Linked DNA regions of Zea mays: region 1 is linked to region 2. Evidence: chromatin contacts called from public Hi-C data. All regions are on one chromosome and are shown on one strand. Each heading gives the region's core, a stretch centred on a gene start, on an enhancer-like site or on the middle of the called end of the contact. The rest is flanking DNA. Distances are from core to core; before and after follow the strand shown.

Evidence for each region. A called contact is a pair of places that touch in the nucleus more often than the background predicts.
Region 1: a contact with region 2 is called in a Hi-C map of ear, with 3 times the contacts expected there. The contact joins the promoter of LOC100277535 here to the enhancer-like site in region 2. A contact is called at or near these places in 2 of 25 Hi-C or Micro-C datasets (ear and endosperm).

The regions. Positions count from the first base shown.
Region 1 is chr7:129,634,934-129,639,472 of Zm-B73-REFERENCE-NAM-5.0, forward strand. LOC100277535 (SecE/sec61-gamma subunit of protein translocation complex protein) reads left to right here and starts at 1,308. Exons shown (of 6, transcript NM_001151066.2): 1 at 1,308-1,588; 2 at 1,684-1,751; 3 at 1,828-1,994; 4 at 2,066-2,147; 5 at 2,272-2,392; 6 at 2,688-3,344. The coding sequence starts at 1,549. The coding sequence ends at 2,385.
Region 2 is chr7:129,538,878-129,543,425 of Zm-B73-REFERENCE-NAM-5.0, forward strand. No RefSeq gene overlaps it. Among protein-coding and RNA genes, the nearest start is that of LOC100383692, 34 kb to the right of the region's middle. Within about 2 kb of position 2,399, at least 18 of the 20 cell types and tissues checked have an H3K27ac peak or open chromatin away from gene starts, as enhancers often do. A contact at or near this core is called in ear and endosperm, where this site is marked.

The DNA of each region.
Region 1 (4,539 bases), core at 58-2,557, 95 kb after region 2:
AAGTACTTAGTATGATCATGTATGTATATGTCATTCTATACAATATGGTAATTGAGGATGAGCATGAAGGAGCATACAACATGGATGACTATGAGATGGTTGAGTCTTTCGTTGCAGCAACAACCATCACCTCAAGCATTGGTGTGCTTTGTAGCATCCTTTAGTGTGAGATCGAAGTCCATGCTAGTTTAGTCTATGATCAACTCCAAAATGGTTTAATGGAGCATATATGGAATCTGCACCATATCATTTAGTTTTGCTTTCATGAATTATGTAGTTTTTTTCAGGTTATGTAATTTTATTTTTTATGTATTATATAATTTTATTTGTTTAATTATGTAATTGAATGTAGTTTTATTTTAGCAAAATGATGTGTTCATGTCAACTAAAACTCTATAAAATAAAAGTTGATGTGGTGTTAAGATGGTTGTAGGATGACGGTAAAGGTTATACATTATAACATTGTGGTAGATAAGAACTGACGCAAATAATAGTATGATCTATAGACTATATCACTTCAACTAGACTTATTAGCATTGTGCATCGGTCGATGGACGTCTAGGAGTTAATAGGTCCGTCTAGGAGTTAATAGGTCCGAATGATTAGGGTTGGGTCCAAAGGGTAGTCTAGGTAGGACCACGACTACCCTAGAATTTGACCTAAAAATAAACTACGTCTCAGCATTTAGATCCAAAGAAACAAACATATGCAACTTGCAATCTAACTTGATGAATTGAATGCATTATGAGATATTTTGGTTATTTTCTACTCATTACCAAATTAATGAAATATATATATTTATATATTATATTACATGTTAATTTTTTTTGTTCTTGTCTATCTTAGATTCAAACGCAGGGTCCACACATGTAAAATTGTGAATGATATAAATCGACATCTTAAGGTGCAAAGGGTCTTCAAACTTTTCCATAGGTTTTCTTCGAAGATTTAGAGACTTTGTGATCGAACGAGTCCAATCCAATTATGAACTTATTAATTGTTTCATCAGGAGAAAGAAGGTACAAATTTATTTCTCGCCAAAAACATACAAAGATGTTTTATATAAATCATACGCTCCATGTTTTTTCCCTAAAAAAGTAGATGGGTCGCGATCTAACTTTCAAACGGGCCTCCATGAGAAACAAACTCCTAAACAGGCCACAGTATGCTTTCCGCCTGTCACAGCCCAACTCGGCGTGGAGGACGAAGACCACTGACCACTGCCGTCTGCTACCCCCCCCCCCCCCCCCCCCCCCCCCCCCCCCCCCCCCCCCCCCCCCCCCGCACAGAACGCCGCCCGCCGGACCCAACCCTGTGCGTCTCGCTCCGTTGGTTATCTGTGTCGAAAGGAGAAACGGCAGCCAGAGAGACGGAGCCACCAGCCACGGAGGCACTACTAGTGTCGTAACGACGCCACGACGGTGTGTCTGATCTCGCGTCGCGCCGAGGCCCTCCGGAATCCCAATCCTCTCCTCTTCCGCAAGCACCTCGGGTCTGCTGCAGCGCCTCGTCTCTGTGGTCTGGCATCAGAGTCCCCGGGAGAAGAGAATGGTTGCTCTGTCGGCAGGAGCGCTGGCTCCGCTCGCAGGTTGCAACCGCTCAAGCTTAACTTCACCCCCTTGATGTATCGTCTTTCTTGGTTGCCTCGTTCGTTACTCTTCCCCGAATTCCTTTCGTTCTCAGGTCTGTCTCCGCTGCCGTCGTGCAGCGCGGCTCCGTTGTACTGCCGCAGGAGTCCGCCACTTCTCAAGGTGCTGTATCATCAATGGCTCGAACCAATTACGGGCTATTTCCATATGTCGTCAGTTTACATGCTTTACATTTTAGGTCGCCATCGCTAAGACGCGGCCAGCTGTTCACCAATCTGCTCCTGCAAGCTTCCGAAAATGTGCAGCTATGTCAGAACATGGACGTCAGGAACTCCGGACCAATGAGTACCAGCTGGATGATGATGATGAGCCGTTTTGGCTGGCAGTGGTCAGAGACCTTGCTGTGTAAGTGAGGATTGCCCCCCTTGTTGGTTTGTCTGAATGTGAAATTGAATTCTGTTACTTTGTACTGTTAGGGGTTTCAAGGGATTGGTAGCTTTCTTAGCTGAGCAGCCGAGGCAACTGAAGCACCTGGAGTGGCCGGGCTTTCTACACACGGTATGCCCCTTGCATTGTACATGATTGTGATGATTTTGCGCCTTGGTTTTAACTATTTTAAAGCTGCTGCATAAAAAAAGATATTTTCTTACCTCTTGATTTAATCAAGTCTCATCATTGGCAGCTGAAGACGGCCACACTTACTCTTGTATTGGTAGCTATGTTTATTGTTGCATTATCAACTATTGATGCTGCCCTCTGCTACATGCTGGCCTGGCTACTTCGAAAATCTGCCTAGAATAATGGTATGTTACTTGCTCCTTAGATCTGAAGTGTTTACAACTCCCTGGTCCATATTACTTTTGACCTCAGAATGCAGGTGCTCTAGTATCTTGTAATTGATAAATTTAATAGTTGAACCCAGGACAACTTTCTTAGCATTTTATGTGTTTCTAGTTGTACCTTGATATTCATTTTATTCAACTGAAGAAGTAATTACAAACACATTGCTCTTCCAGTTATACTGACTTGCTGCTTCATACACGAATTTAAGTGCTTTCTGGATGCTGCCGGTTTACTGACATGTGATTCATTTTTCAGCTGGAATATCCATGTATTGCTTGAATATGATTTAGCCAGACAGGATAGTAGCAGGCACTGCAGCTGGAACTCAAGCTCTTGTTGTCGTCGAGGTCAGCAATGTTAATCAGACTGGAGGTAGCAGGAAGGTGGATCTTGCACGGTGTGCCATTTTATTTTTGGGAGGATTGAGAAAATCAAAACAGCTGCCCTACAAATAGTGCTGATGTCATGTGATGCAGATGCTCATAGTGGCATTTCAAAGGGTTAATTAGATCTGTGCCATTATAACTTTGCTGTTTTGGAGGCACACCGTTACATGTTGAGGTCCAATTTAACAGAGAAAGAGCACATCATGGATAGGATCCGAGAACTGTGTGTAGTGATTTGTAACTTCTCTTTTATGTTAAGCAGACTTGCTTGTAACTTGTTGGTCCGTCAGCTAGGATATGGAGTATTTTTAAGACATCTGGTCTACTTTGTAGGCTTAACAAGTCTTCCACTCTGATTTCTCATTAGTATTGGATTGGTGAATTCTTATCTAGATTGTCTGCTGTTGAGCTACAAAATGCAACTTACATGGTTTGGTAGTTATGGGAGGCTGCAAAATTGGATTTTATACATCAGAGGAAGGATGCAAATTTTGCAAACATGGTTAACTTCTGTATGAATTAGCAACATTGCATGCCTGTACTACTACTGTACCGATGTGAAAATACTACTGAAGGGAAGTTTGCAGGCTATTATTTGAAATCTGGAGTTTACAGATCCTGGTATGATACAGAAGTCATACAAAAAAAAGTGGTAGATGCAAGAGTTTTGGAAGGAATATATGTATCAATATTTCATGCAATAACATTACTGGCTTCTTCAGATAATGTGCACATTTATAATTGATCCCAGTTGTGATTCGAGGACATGGACACCACAACTATCTGATGCTTTCCTGTGACTGTCTTGGCGTTTGTTGAACTAGAAGTCAGAGACATGACAGATAAATTCTTCATCCAGGTACTTTCATAATCCTCTTCTAAAAGAAAATGTTTGCTATAAGTGCTTCCAAATTTGACGCTGCGACTGCGATTGTGCCTTACAGTTGATTAACATTAATCCTTATGATCGATTCTGGAATCAATTATAACGTGATAGGAAAGGGTGGTGACATGCTGGCAAAGCCACAATAAAGCTGGTTTCATATGTTCATCTCAAATTCCACATCTCCATCCATCCTCATCTTATTTAGAGCCATCTGATCCAAAAAGTACATTCCCCAAAGATGATAATATGCACTGAGCAAGCATAAAAAAATCTGACGCAGATTTTTTTTTCTCTCAAACCCATAGAAGAGCTGTTATCCTTCGTTGGTACTTGGTAGATAGAAAAAATGATCAGATTATGAGCTGATTCCATGGCTGGGATTAGTAATTTTTGCATGTTAAACAATCTGTAGAGCCCCTACATGCTGGTCATCTATCCAGCTTTGCTCTAGCAGCTCACGAGGGCCTTCGCGCCTGCCAGCGAGGGGCCTAGAGAGTGCTGAGTGAGGGTCTAGGAACCCGCTCATTGCTCTGTTGCAAGTAGTAGAGTTTAGATTTTTAGCATGAGATCTCCTGCTCAACCTAACTTGGATGTCCTCACTTTAATATTTCAATGTTCATCTTTGTACTCCTACTCCTATTTTGTCCTCGATCCGTTCTTGCCGCCCGCCAAAGTACAGCAATGTGCCTGCTCGCTTGGCTCCTGGTTCCTGGAGCGCTACCGAGACCGATGGTGTCACTCCATCACAACGCATACTGGTTTCTATGTTTCCACAGGGTCCACGCTAGGAGGATCAGGGAGCCGAGCCCCCTTCGTGTCGCCTTGTGCCACTATG
Region 2 (4,548 bases), core at 1,149-3,648:
TAGGCTCGTTGGCTCGGCGAGCCGGCTCGCGAGCCCGGAGCGAATCGAGCCGAGCCGCATTCCGAGCTCGCCAGATGGGCGAGCTGAGCCGAGCTCGGCTCGTTTCCACCCCTAGTACCTGTTGACACTACCACGGTCTCCACAGCGGAACCAAAGGCACCTTAAACTAATTTACACCCTAATTCACCTCAATACATATGGGTTGAGACCAATACTAAAGTATCCAAACAAAGTCTTATGGTGTGTTTGTTTTCCTCTTAGACCTAGTTTGGCTACTCTTGGATTGAAATGGTTTAGAGGGATTGGAGAGTGTTTAAATCTCTAATAGATCAAAAACTCCCACAATACATATCAATACACTTCAATTTCTCACATTACAAGAGTACTCAAACTAGGCCTTAGATTATATAAGTTGGATTATGATAAAATGGTAGGAGGGTAAAATATCACTTTATGACCACAAATAAGCTAGCATTGGATAGTTTATTTCAGCTTATTTATAATCCAAAAGTGATATTCTTACTTTTTTATCATTACACCATAATTTAACTTATATAATATAGGAGGAAACAAACATGGCCTTAGTATGGGTGGAAATTCCAAGCTATATACAAATACTGATATACAGAAGAGAAGATAATCGATTAGCATGCAATGACGACATACATATGTGACAAAGCTATGTCTTGTTCCTTTCTGCCTTGAATCCATTCCAAGGGTTACATGCCATGCATGTGCTACATATGTGCACAGAAAATGTCGCCGCAAAAGTATATATAGATATATGTGTCGATCTGTACAGGAATAGTGAAAACCGGCTATGCCAAATGCAACTGAATGTCATCATCGATCATGCATGCATGGGCAGCACACACTGAACTGGCGGCAGGACCACGTACGTACACAGGCCGCCGAGAAAGCATGGCCGTCCGACTTGTTGCTTCAACACCACTCTGAACACATGCCGGCCATATCACCATTATTATTCAGCCGGCCGCCAGCAGGCAGGCCACCATCGTCCGTGACAGGTAATGCGTACAGTGCCATCAGGAAACAGAAGTGCATGCACAAAAGATGAGGCTCCACATGCAATGTAATTCGAACAGGAGTACTTACCTACCTTTTTTTTAAAAAAAATACAGGAGTACTATATATATATATATATCTAGCAAGTGTTTGCTGAAAGCTATAGAGTTCGATCTCGACCTTTAATTTACGGGAAGCCAAGTATGGCCTGGACAACGACGTACGATCGAGATCTCCTTGGGCTTTGGCAGGATCTCTCTCGAGAATAAAGCCAACAAAGAGAGACGTACGATCTCCCGGTGTGCGCCGCTAGTAGCTGCCGTTCTCTGCATGCCAACCCCGTTCGTCTCCGAACAATCATTAGCGCTTGTGTGCGCGCGCGTGAAGGCATCATGGACGGCGATGACTCTTTCTTTTCTTCCCCTGCGCATTAGCTTATTTGCTGCGGCTTACTGGGCCTTTGATCCGACTGTGGCTCGGCCGGCTTCAATAGTATTTTATCATTATGGATTACAGCTGTTACAGCAGTTGCGGCTGTCAGCCAGCCAAACAAGCTCGAAAATTCCAATCTGTTTCTGAAATAGTCTATAACTTATGCTAAATAATAAATGAATATCATTTTTGCATTCACTGTTTTCTATTTATCGAGTGATTTATAGTTCAAATCTGAATTATTCGAATAAATTAAATTAAACGAACTAAATCTAATAGTTACAACAAACACTTTGATAATTGTGCAAAAAATAGAACATATATATCTATATACTGTACAAACACACAAAAATGGGGAAAATAAAAAAACAAATATACTTTATCGAGTGTCACGGAAAACACTCGACAAAATATTGATTTGCAGAGTGTTTTTCAGGTGACACTCGACAAAAAAGATATTTTGCCGAGTATGAACAGCTGACACTCGGCGAAGTTAACGGCCGTCAACTATAGACGACTACTGAGTTCTTTTGCCGATGGTCGCGTTTTCGCCGAGGGTTTGACACTCGGCAAAGTCTTCTTTGCCGAGTGTCTTTCTACGCCAATTATTTCGCCATCGATAAACAATGTATGTGCCGATATGATAGTCTTATTTTATCGAGCGTGACACTCAGTAAAGCATGCTTTGTCGAGTGCATGATAAATTGTACTCGACAAAAAGCCAACAACCAATCGACAAAGAACCGGATTTTTTTAGTGATTAGCTGAGAGCTGAGGTTGAGGCTCGCATGTGTGGATCGGACGATAGATGCAGCCGCAAAGCAGCAGACAAATTGAATATGCATGTATGGGGTATACTTTCTTAGTAGTACTCTTTATCTTGTCACTCCTCGCCCATCCCGGCCCCGGACCCGGCCCATCCCCAATAAACTAGGCCGGCGTGGCAGCATGCACGTACGGACGCCGAGCCGCCATGAGACCATGCGTGCGTGCACATGTCCGGCCAAGGCTTCTCGCTGAATCCTTTTGGAGTAGGAAAACGACGCTGCTTTTTTGTGTGTTTGTGCATTATACTCTTCTCCTTTCGTCGATTGTGATCCACCGATCGATCCATCCGCTGCTGCTGCCGCCCCTTTTCCGTACTACTAAAAGCGATCTATATATATATATATATATATATGTCTGCAACGACGACGATGTGGGCGTCAGGTTGCTTCGGCGTCTCGGCGATCGCGAATCGAGCTGCCCATGATTCGCACACATGCATGCACGTACGGTACTTGCTTGTATATAGTATATATTATTATTATTATTATATGTATGTGTGTGTGATGGGACAAAAAAATATAACATGCAGCTTCCTTTCCTTTGTGAAGCTTGTAGACTCTCAATCCCACACGTCTGCGAGACTCCCTGGTACACAGTGAATCGAAAATTTACCATGCATTTATGTGAATTGTGATTATAGGTAAGTACTAAGTAACACAATCTCTGTGCAACCATTCCACGACCGTACTCCTTCCGTTTTGTTTTATTTATCGCTGGATAGTGTAAAATTAAACTATCAAGCGACAACTAAAAAGAAAAGGAGGAAATACAAAATTTGAGATGTAACTGTTTTGGTATAGTACGCCACCGTGTAGCATGAATGGAACTTGAGTTGCATTGGCCCGGCCGAGCAAGCATGCATGTACACGGACTGCCCACTCCGGCTAGCGTGTGCACTGTTGGACTGCGTGGCGCCGTGTGCTCACTAGCTGACTACTAGTCTACTACTACTGGCTCGTGCTGCATTGCATGCATGCAACAGGCATGTGACGTGAGACACTGAGACCCACAGCAGTTGCAATAAAGCATCTCTGACACTCTTTGTAAATTTAAATCATTATTATTTTCTATATCTTTCTTTCCTTTAATAGAATAGATTTTCTATATATTATTTATGTTATAAAAATTGTTCTTATTTTCGTTTTCTATCTTTAGTTAAAGAAAATTTTAATAGAAGATATACCTATATATATATATATATATATATATATATATATATATATATATATATATATATATATATCAATAATCAATGTAAAAAAACCATCGAAGAAAACTTTGCTACTACAAAGAATACAGAGAGTTGCCCTTATATGTGGCCATCGTCAGACGCCTCAAGTGTGCATACGCAACGGCTAGCTAGCCGTTCCATACGTTTTGCTGTTTTGTGCCGGCGTCGACCGCGCTGATTTGTCGACACGTACAGGCTAGCAAAGCATGCATGTACGTGTACGTACGTATGTGTCTCGACAAAGCAGCGATATACTAAAAAACCATTTGCGATCTTGGATTCTAGCGAGCATGTAACTGCACGTATTCAAAAACCACCCATGAATCATCAGTTCCTGTGCTCACCCGATGCATGTACATGTACCGATGTACGTACTCACAGTTTGCTTTTTGTCTGGCGGTTTGGCACAGTACAGTAGTATGTTTGGTCACGTGGCTACCCATGCGTTTTTTTTTTTTTCCTTTGATAAGAGGTGGCTGCCCATGCGTTACTAGTTCATCGAGAATACATCGACCACCGTACGTGTAGACGTCACTCAACAACTCGAGTATATAGAAGAATATACTGCCCAGCTTGTCGTAAAGCTGGAGAAGGTAGATTTTCTTGGAGCTAGAGTGTAGAGATATCGACGGATACGAGATGTTTTTCGACGTGCGACGGTCGGCGGCCCCGCTTTGTTTAGAATTATAATCTACCTGAATTATATAATTAAACAATTTAACATTTAGTTTAAAAGTTATAGATTATATAATTTGATCAGATTATAATCTCAAACAAACACTCTTTTTATCGTATCCATTAGTACACAGAAAATATATTGCAGTAGTTTTAGAGCTATTTCCACTTACATTTTTCGGTACGTACTGCCAGTACTAGCTAGAGGCCAGTAAAAATGGCGATTATGTTAAGAAAACCACCAATTAAAATAGTTAACTAACGGTTGTCTAGTCGGGTCCACTAGCGCGTTGTAACCAAAACTGCCCGTAAAAAAAATTAACAACACACAATTAGAGTTCTTTTCTACTGATGAT